Regions from separate parts of the Anser cygnoides genome. Here region 1 is linked to region 2. Evidence: chromatin contacts called from public Hi-C data. All regions are on one chromosome and are shown on one strand. Each heading gives the region's core, a stretch centred on a gene start, on an enhancer-like site or on the middle of the called end of the contact. The rest is flanking DNA. Distances are from core to core; before and after follow the strand shown. Region 1 holds the start of ARRDC2 (arrestin domain containing 2). Region 2 holds the start of OCLN (occludin).

Region 1 (4,178 bases), core at 488-2,987, 860 kb before region 2:
AGGTTCCACCTGCCTCTTCCCCAGCTCTGTGACCCCACGCTGAAAGCCCTTCTGTCTCCTCAGATGAAATGCTCGCACCTGGTGCTACCCTGGAGGGCGCAGGAGCTCTTCAGCACAGAGCAGAAGGATGCGTTCACACCTAAGGCCAGAGGCCCAGCAGAAATCCAGACGGGAGACTCCCAAGTGAGCCGCGTCCCACTGGGGACCCTGAAAGGATACTGCCCCCGGAGGAAGGTGGTCTTTGCACCGTGACGTTCCCCCTTTCTCGCTGACTGCCCAGGACTTCCTGCACCATCGACTGCCTCTGTGTTGTTTTACCTAGCTCTTCTGGTGCCCTGCTTTTGGCCCATCTGTGTGTTATTACAGGTAACATTTATTTCAAGAGTTGAATGAGGACACAAGGTGTTGTGACAACAAGAATAAACATCTGGGGATCAGCCCAAAGACATGGGTGACACATTTCTGTGGGTTGCAAGACCCGCAGAGTGCCTCCGGGCGGGTGCTGGGGCAGGAGGGAGCAGGTGGGGTAGGGGAAGCTCAGAGGAAGGGCAAGAGATCAGAGGCAAAGTGAGAGGCACTGTCAGGGCTGCATGTGGGCTGGAATCTTCCCTTGTTATCTGTTTAGATTTTGGTGTCAAGGCCTGAAACCAAAGGCCAGTGAACAGTAGGACAGAGAGGTAGCCCTCCCCAGCTTATGATGAGTGGGCTGTTTTCCTAGCGACGAGCAGTGTATTTTTGTTGAGCTGATAGCTCACGTGGATTTCCTGAATGCTGAGCTTGCACTAACTCTGTTTGGGCTGTAGATATTTTGAAGCGGGATCCGTGTGGGGCGGTCAGCTCCCTCCCCTGGGAGGCCAAGCGAGCAGGGTCAGCTGGTGCCTTGTCACAGCTGCCACTTCACAAGCTCTTCGTGGCCTTTTGATGCGGACAGACTTGATTCATGTGTGCTGCAAACCAACACCAAAGCATTTGAGCAGGCGTTACTAAATCACTTCCAATCGCTGCGTTCTCTACGTAAACAGGGGCTGGGCCCACAAACCCCTTGTGCTTTCCTTTTGGGATCTGACTCTGCATCTCTTGGGAAAGGGACGTTCTGTGCTCCACACGTACTTCAAAGAAGCTGCACGCTCAAGCCTTGCAAATTCCCACAGGCACCTCACATCGGTGTCTTACACTGGTAGGTTGCAAACACCTCGATTCAAACGCCTGGATTGCGTCACTTGGTGTAGTAACAGGGACTTGCACATGCTACGGGTCTGCCCCATAGCTTTTATGTGACCCTGAGGTGGCATTGCCACCTGTTGCACTGCTGCAGGAACAGCTGTGGGTCACTGGGGTTGTTAAATGGTGAACATCAGCCTTTTGGTGGTACCAGCTGGCTGGGGAGCTGCTGCTGGGAGGACCCTGAGGTTGTTTACTTTTTTTTCCACATGGATTTTGATGCAATTTCAGACAGAGAAAGCAAAGCTGGCTTTTGGGATAAGGGTCTTGGCTTTCTAAACCCCTCTCCATCCACTTCCAGAAATGCTTCAGGAATGCCTGAATTTGGGAAGGCCAAACAGCCTTTCTGTGCTTCCCCCAGTGACATGAAACCTGCCAGCACGGCTGGCGGTGCGTGACAGCTCCCTGCGGACGGAGCCACCAGCACGTACCAGTGGCACATCAACAGCGCCTGTGACTCAGAGATAAGACAACGTGACGTTATTTCTCCTTCGGCTTAAAAACGCGTCACTCGCCTCCACGGCCCCCTCCTCGGCGCTGCACCAGCCTCACGCACGGGGTCAGCACTAAAGCGTCACCATGTAACGGGGTCTCAGTCCAACCTTGGGAGAGCTAGGCCTGGAGGGCCGGGCCGCTTAGGGGCAGGGATAAATAAGGATTTCGGGGCAGCCTTTGCTCTTTCTTCCTTTCCCTGGAGGGCCGCACAGGTGCCTGTCCCGCTTGCCCAAAGTGGGGACCAGCCTGCCTCCCAGAACTGCCCGGATAATCAGGGGCAGCAGCGATGCAGCCCCTCAGGCGTGTGCGGAGCTTGGCGGTGGAGCTGGAGGACGGGCGAGTGTGGGGTGCCTACGGCAGCGGGGAGCTGCTGCACGGCCGCGTGCGGCTGGAGCTGCGCGGCGCGCTGCGGCTACGGGCGCTGGAGGTGTGCGCTCGCGGGCGCGCTTCCGTGCACTGGCTGGAGAGCCACAGCGTGGGGCTCAACACCGTCTACCACGATTACACAGCCTTCCAGACCTTCCTGTACCGCCGCTGCCAGCTCATCCCCGGTAAGGCTGGGGCTCGAGGGTGGCTGTGTGCTACGGGGTGTTGGGTTGGGACCTCCATGGGCTGCAGGCACCCTCTCTGGGCAGGTCTCCACCCTCCTCGTGAAGGTTGGTGCCACCTGCAAGCAGCAGCATCCCTCTCGGCCTCTGCCAAGGGTTTCTTTGCTGCTGGTTTCTGGGAGGTCGCCTGCAAACTCGGGGCTGGTGAGCATGAAAGGGTTGTGGCTTTTGTTCTGTTTGCACAGGGAAGTGCAAATAGAAGTGTCTGTTCACAAGTGTGGAAAGAGCACTTAGTAGTTCAGTAAATATTTGTTTCCAGTTTTCTGATGCTGGAACCACATGCCCAGCTGGCATGTTGCTTGGATCTACTGCATGAGGACAAGCCACTTGAATTATTTGCCTGGTTGGGATGAAATGATCCAGAGCCAAGGGATACGGGACATCGCAGCTGTCCATCCGCTCGTTAACTCTGCCTTATGAAAGTGCTTGTCTTTTATCCTCCCCCACAGTGATATCATTACAGCCGTGGCTCTGTGCTTCCCCTCCGCCCCTTTCCGATGCCATCTTATTGCCCGTCCTGCTTGGTGTATTAGGGTGCCTAATACTACGTACTGAGGGCATGGAGTTTTGCTGGCGGCCAAGGGCCCAGCTGGCAAACGCAGAGCTTGCAGGAGTGATGGCAGCTGCTGCTCTGGAGGTGTTTTTGTCCCTAGACTGCACTGTAGGGCCATATTCTCTTTTTCTGGACGACTGTACCTTGCCACCTGCTCCAAACACCTGCATTACTCCAGAGTTTCTGTCTTTTTGGCAGCGGCTCTTCTGTGCTGTGCCTAAGGATGGCCCCTTGGCAGCTGCAAGTGTGTTAAGCGGCCTGATGACACTTAAGGATGTGGGAGAAGCCCGCGCCCCGAACTCCAGTGGAGAAGATCCTGAGTGGTCATCACACTGTTTGGATGGTGGCTGCGTTAGCTGTAAGGGTATAGGGTGAGTTTTATTCCCCATTATCCCTGCAGTGAATGTCTGTAGAGCAGTCACGAGCTGCCGCGAGCGTGTTTGCATTCTGCTGCTAGGACTGTGTATTACACAAGCCCCCGGAGCCGGCTGGAGGAGGGCGCTTAGCCAAGGGCTGGAGGAATTACAGGAGCTGCTTGGCCTTGCCAGCACCCTGCGCTCCTGGAGCTCGGAGCTAATGGCTTCTGGCCCTCGCCTACTGCGTGGGGAGAGTTTAAGTGGGCTCCGTGGGGAGCAGGGAGCCTCGCCAGAACTTGCGGGCTGTGATTTTATCATCTGTGTCCACACAGTGATTCCTTCTCTCCTTTGTGAGAGGGGCACGGGCCTGTGATCACAGGAGTGCTTTAAGGAGGCTTTTTGGCTGCTCTGCGGCCAAAATCCCTTCCTGTGGATCCCGCTGGGTTCCTGCTCTGTCCCCCCCCCGGTCACCGGTGGCAGCGCGAGGACGTTCCTGGGGTCGGCTAGCGAGAGGCTGGTGAAAACGTGCCATCATCTGCAGGCCCTGTGACTGCTCCCTTGTTGCTTCTCGATGAGATCAACTGTGTCTGCGTGGTGTTTAAAAAATGCAGGTTTTGTCATGGTAACAAGGCAGTGCAGAGGAGGGAAGCCAGGCGGAGATAAGCGCCCTCCGCTCCGCTCTCCACTCAGCTGTGACTTTATCTGCAGTTTCCTAGCAGGGTGGTGAGGGCTGGCACGGGGGTGCTGTGCTTCGAGACGTGAGAAAGGGTGGAAGAAGGATGTTCGGACTGCGTTTCAGGGCCATTAAATGTATATTGTGTAAACAGGGGACAGAAAGAGAGGAAAAGACAGGGGGTTAATGGGCAAAGCCAAGGCCCCGGCCGCTTCTTCATGAGGTGATGTGAGAGGGGCCTGGGAAACACCGGTGCTTTCCATGCGCTGATC
Region 2 (4,265 bases), core at 1,267-3,766:
TTGGGCTTTGACCCAAAAAGGGGGAGGTCTGGAGGTGGCGGGGGGACACACTCACCTCCTGGGGGTCCACGGTGCAGTAGTGGTAGATGTACTGGTTGAGGTAAGTGCTGCTGCTGTACACCTGGCTGCACATGGCCAGCAAGGGGCTGTAGTAGTAGCTGCCGGTCATCTGCGCCTGGGGGTTGACGCCCACGACGTAGACGATGGAGGCGATGAGCATGACGAAGGCCAGCACGGCGCACACCACGATGACCACCAGGTAGAAGCGGCGGGAGCGCGAGCTGCTCGACTTGCTGATGCTGGCCACCAGGAGCCCCAGCTGGGCCAGGAAGCAGAGCACGGCCATGCCGATCATGAAGCCGTTGGCCGTCCGCGGGTTGGTGACCCCGCCGTAGTAGCCCCCGTACCCGTAGTTGTAGCCCAGCCCGCTGCCGTAGTAGCTGGAGCCGTAGTAGCCGCCCAGCCCGTTTCCGAAAACCCCCCCCAAGCCGTAGCCGTAGTCCCAGGCGAGGGTGGAGGCCACGCAGGCGAAGATGGCGATGCAGAGCATGATGATCACGGCCTCCAGGATCCTCACCACGCCGGGCGGCGAGGTCCACTTGTAGAAGTGCTGCGGCGCATCCTCGATGTAGTAGGAGCCCGGCGGGGGCGAGCGGGTGCCGTAGTCGTAGCCGTAATCACCCGGCGGGGGCCCGTAGCCCGTGGGGGAGCCGTAACTCATGGGGGGGCCGTCGTAGGACTTCTTGCTGAACATGGTGGCGGTGGGGAGAGCCTGGGGGGAGACGGACGGAGCTGCGGGAGCGAGGCGGGCGCGCGCGGCACCGCCGGGTTTCCACGTCTCCGCGCGCCCGGTGGGGACTTTGGCCTCCCGTCACCGTAAACAAGCGCCCGCCCGTGCCCGACGCCACGCCACGGGAGTCACCTCTGCTCACGGGGAAACTGAGGTGTGGGGTGGAGAAGGGAGGCGAGTGAGTCACGGGGCATCTCCCTGCACACCCAGCCCTGCCCCGCGCTGGGGACCCCGCGCTGCCGGCCCCGGCCCCCACCCGACTGCGGCCGCCTGAATGCATTGGATTGTTTAAAACCCTAATTAAACCAGAAAAGCTCTTACCCAAGGCTAGCGCTAACCCTGAGGGTTTCTCCGTAAGCAGCTCCGGTTGGATTAAAAAAATAATAATAATAATAATAATAACACAGGGCACATTACCAACACCGCAGTGAAAAGCGGTAAATGGGGGCAGATCAAAGGGGGGTGACGCGTTTCCTCGCTGCCACCGCTGGAGAGCTGCCGCATGGAGCCAGGCGCCGCCCGCCCGGGACCCCCGCCCCAACAGGGCCGCCCCAGCCCCACAGTCGCTCCCTGCCTCCGGTTCCTGCCCTCCTCCGTGCGGTTGGCCTCTCCAAAACACCTTCTGGCTTTGCTTTCCCACAAGTTTACTCCGAGCCAAACCACCGCCGGGAGCGTTTTGGAGGGCCGGGGAGAAACGCCAGGATAACGCTGCTGGAAGCGGGGAACCCCTCCGAGGGGGCTGGGGGGCAAAGCAGGGGCTCTGCAAAGCCCAGCGGGCTCCTGGCGCTGCTCCACCACCTCCGGGCTGCACAGAGCCGCCCTTCTCCACCCCACGAAAAGCAAAACCCCAAGAGCTCAGCGGGGACCCCCCCGGCGGGCATCGCCGGAGCGGGACGCAGCGTGGAGGGGGGGGGAGGAACCTGAACCCTGCATGGGAAACCCAAGCCGGGGGCAGGTGGCAGCGGGTCCGGGGTGTCCGTGGCCACCTGGGGGCCAGGGGCTCGGTCCCTTCGCCCCAAACGAGGGTGGTCCCAAGCCCGTGCCCCAGCGCGGCGCTGGAGGAGCGGGGCAGCACCTCCCGGGGTGCCCGCGGCTTTTTTCTCGGGTATCCTCACGCTGCCCCCAGCTCTGCGCAGCCCCAAAGCCTTGGGCTGGCGTGGGGGGAGACCCAGCAGCAAGGGGAGCTGCAAACCCCCCCCCCCGCCCCCGGGGACCCCCCAGCTCCCGCGCCCCCCTCCCCGCCACCGGGGCTCAACCCCGGTGTCCGCGTCCCGACGGGGGCAGCGCCGTCCCCGCGCTGGTTTTTTGGGGGATTTTTTATTTTATTTTTTTAAAGGTGGGGGGCTCGGGGTCCGCCCCCACACCCCTGCACCCCCCCAACCTCCCGCGGAGCCCCGGGAAGCGCCGCCGCCGCCGCCGCCTCCCACCTGCCCGGTGCGGCTCCGGGAACCGGGCGCGCCCGCTCCGGTCCCGACGGAGCCCCCGGGGGTTCCCCGAGCCCCCCCCCCCCCGGCGTGCGGCGGGGACCGAGCCCCTGGGGACCCCCCCCCACCCCGATACCGGTCCCGGAGCCCCTTACCTGGCCGCCCCCCCGCCTCTTTGTTCCCGTAAAATGGCAGCCGGGAGCAGCGGCACCGCCGCCGCCGGGCGCTGCAGGGAACCGGCCCCGGTTTCCGCCTCCGGGGGGGGAGCCCCGGGGGCGGCCCCGCTGCTCCCCGCCCGGCCCCCGCCCGGGGGGAGGTGGCGGTGGGGGCTCGGCGGCTCCGGGGAGGGGGGGGGGGCTATGGGGGGCTCACACGCGCGGCGGTTCCGCTGGGGGGGGGGGAGGGCTCGGGGTCCCCGGGGGCTGGGGGGGCGCAAAGAGGCCAGGGCCGTGCCCCCCCCCCCCCCCCATCCGGAGCCGTGGCACTGGGGGGGGTCCTGTTGGGTACCGGGGCTCCTCTCGCTATCCCAGGGGACAGGAGCGTCCCTGGGGGGGGGTTGCCAGCTGGTGGAGCCCCCCCGCCTCCATCATCCGCGGGCACCCCAGGACACGCATTGAAGCCCCCCGAAAAACATCACGGGTTTTATTAAAAGCAGCTCTGCCCCCCTCCCCTCCCGCCCCCCCCCCGCAGCTGCACCCCTCTGGGTGCTCCCGAATCCACGCCGGGTGCGGGGCCACCAAAGGCACCCCAAAACCCGCAGGTTTGCTCCCCGTGCCCAGGTGGGTGCGGTGGGTGGGGGGCAGCGGGTGCCTCCTGCTCGCCCCCGCAGCACCGTCACCCCCCGGTGCTGAGCCCTGCGGGGTCCCCAGGGCTCGGGGTGGGGGTGGGGGGACCTGGCAGAGCCCCGGGGTCCCCGGCTGTCGTCCCCAGAGGTCCTCGTGAGCGGGCTCAGAAGTAGACGGCGCTGCCGCGGGCGCCGCGGTCGTAGTCCTGGATCTGCCTCTTGATGTGCGTCAGCTTCTTCTTCAGGTAGCGGCAGCGCCGCTGCTTCTCCAGGAAGGCCGAATCCTGCCGGCGGGAGACAGCGGCGCTGTGCTCAGCCCGGAGAGACCCCGCCATAGCGCTGGGGTCCCACGGGTGCCCGGGACCCCCATGCTCCGGGATGGCAGGGAAGCTCGCGCCCCCCCCAGCGTGGCTCCGAGCGCACGAATCCTGACCCCCTACTCACCCTCTTCTTCCTCAGGACCTCGCGCCAGACGCGGGCCACCCTGCTCTCATCCTGCGGGGCGAAAAGACGCAGCCCAACGTCCCCAGCCCCGCCGGCACGGCCCGGTGCTGAGCCCTGCCCGCTCGTGACGCCCGTGGGACACCCACCGTCCTGCCGAGCGCGTGCCGGGGCAGGCGGCGCGCGGCGGCCTCCAGCTCCCCCAGCCTCCGCTGTGCCTCCCGCACCTCGCCCAGCAGCTCCCGGTACTCGGCGTGCTGGTCGCTGAACACAGCCCGGTATTCCTCCCGCTGCCGCCCGCTCCGGATCGCCGGGTACTTTCTGCACGGCCACGGGGGGGTTACGAAGTTCGGGGGGGTCCCCGCTCTGGGCTGGAAGCCCAGCTGTGCCCCAGCACGGAGGCACGGGGGGGCTCCGGACCCCCAGGGACCCCATCCCGTGGCCGTCCCCTGCCCTGGGGTCACTTACACCACGTAGTCCGGGACAGTGCACGGCCGCGGCACGAGCCCGGGGGGGATGGAGCAGATCAAGGCCCCCAACCTCTCACCCCCCTCGGTGAAGGCGCTGGCAGCCGTGGCCCTCCCCAGGGGTCTCCCCGGGGGTCCCACCTCATCCTCAAAGGCGATGCGCTTGGCTCGGGCCGGCGGAGGCTTCAAGATACAAAGGGAAAGGGGGGTCGTGAGAAGCCTGCCGCGGGCTGCCCCCCCAGCCTCCCGGTGACAAAGGGACTCACGGGAGCCTCCCGACGCCTCCGGGCCACCTCGTGCCTCCACATCTTGAGGGCCACGAGGCTGCCGGCCAGGTAGAGCAGCGCCGTGAGGAAGAG

Evidence for each region. Hi-C and Micro-C count contacts between places; a contact is called where the count stands out from the background.
Region 1: a Hi-C map of liver shows a contact between it and region 2, with 4 times the contacts expected there. The contact joins the promoter of ARRDC2 here to the promoter of OCLN in region 2. A contact is called at or near these places in 2 of 7 Hi-C or Micro-C datasets (both in liver).

The regions. Positions count from the first base shown.
Region 1 is chr27:2,119,648-2,123,825 of Taihu_goose_T2T_genome, reverse strand. ARRDC2 (arrestin domain containing 2) reads left to right here and starts at 1,737. Exons shown (of 8, transcript XM_013195265.3): 1 at 1,737-2,267. The coding sequence starts at 2,003. SAXO5 (stabilizer of axonemal microtubules 5) reads left to right here. Exons shown (of 8, transcript XM_066984132.1): 8 at 64-498. The coding sequence ends at 252.
Region 2 is chr27:1,262,200-1,266,464 of Taihu_goose_T2T_genome, reverse strand. OCLN (occludin) reads right to left here and starts at 2,516. Exons shown (of 8, transcript XM_066983783.1): 1 at 2,370-2,516; 2 at 56-772. The coding sequence starts at 754. It overlaps OCEL1 (occludin/ELL domain containing 1), which reads right to left. Exons shown (of 5, transcript XM_048052460.2): 1 at 4,173-4,265; 2 at 3,908-4,089; 3 at 3,589-3,760; 4 at 3,443-3,493; 5 at 2,705-3,282. The coding sequence ends at 3,163.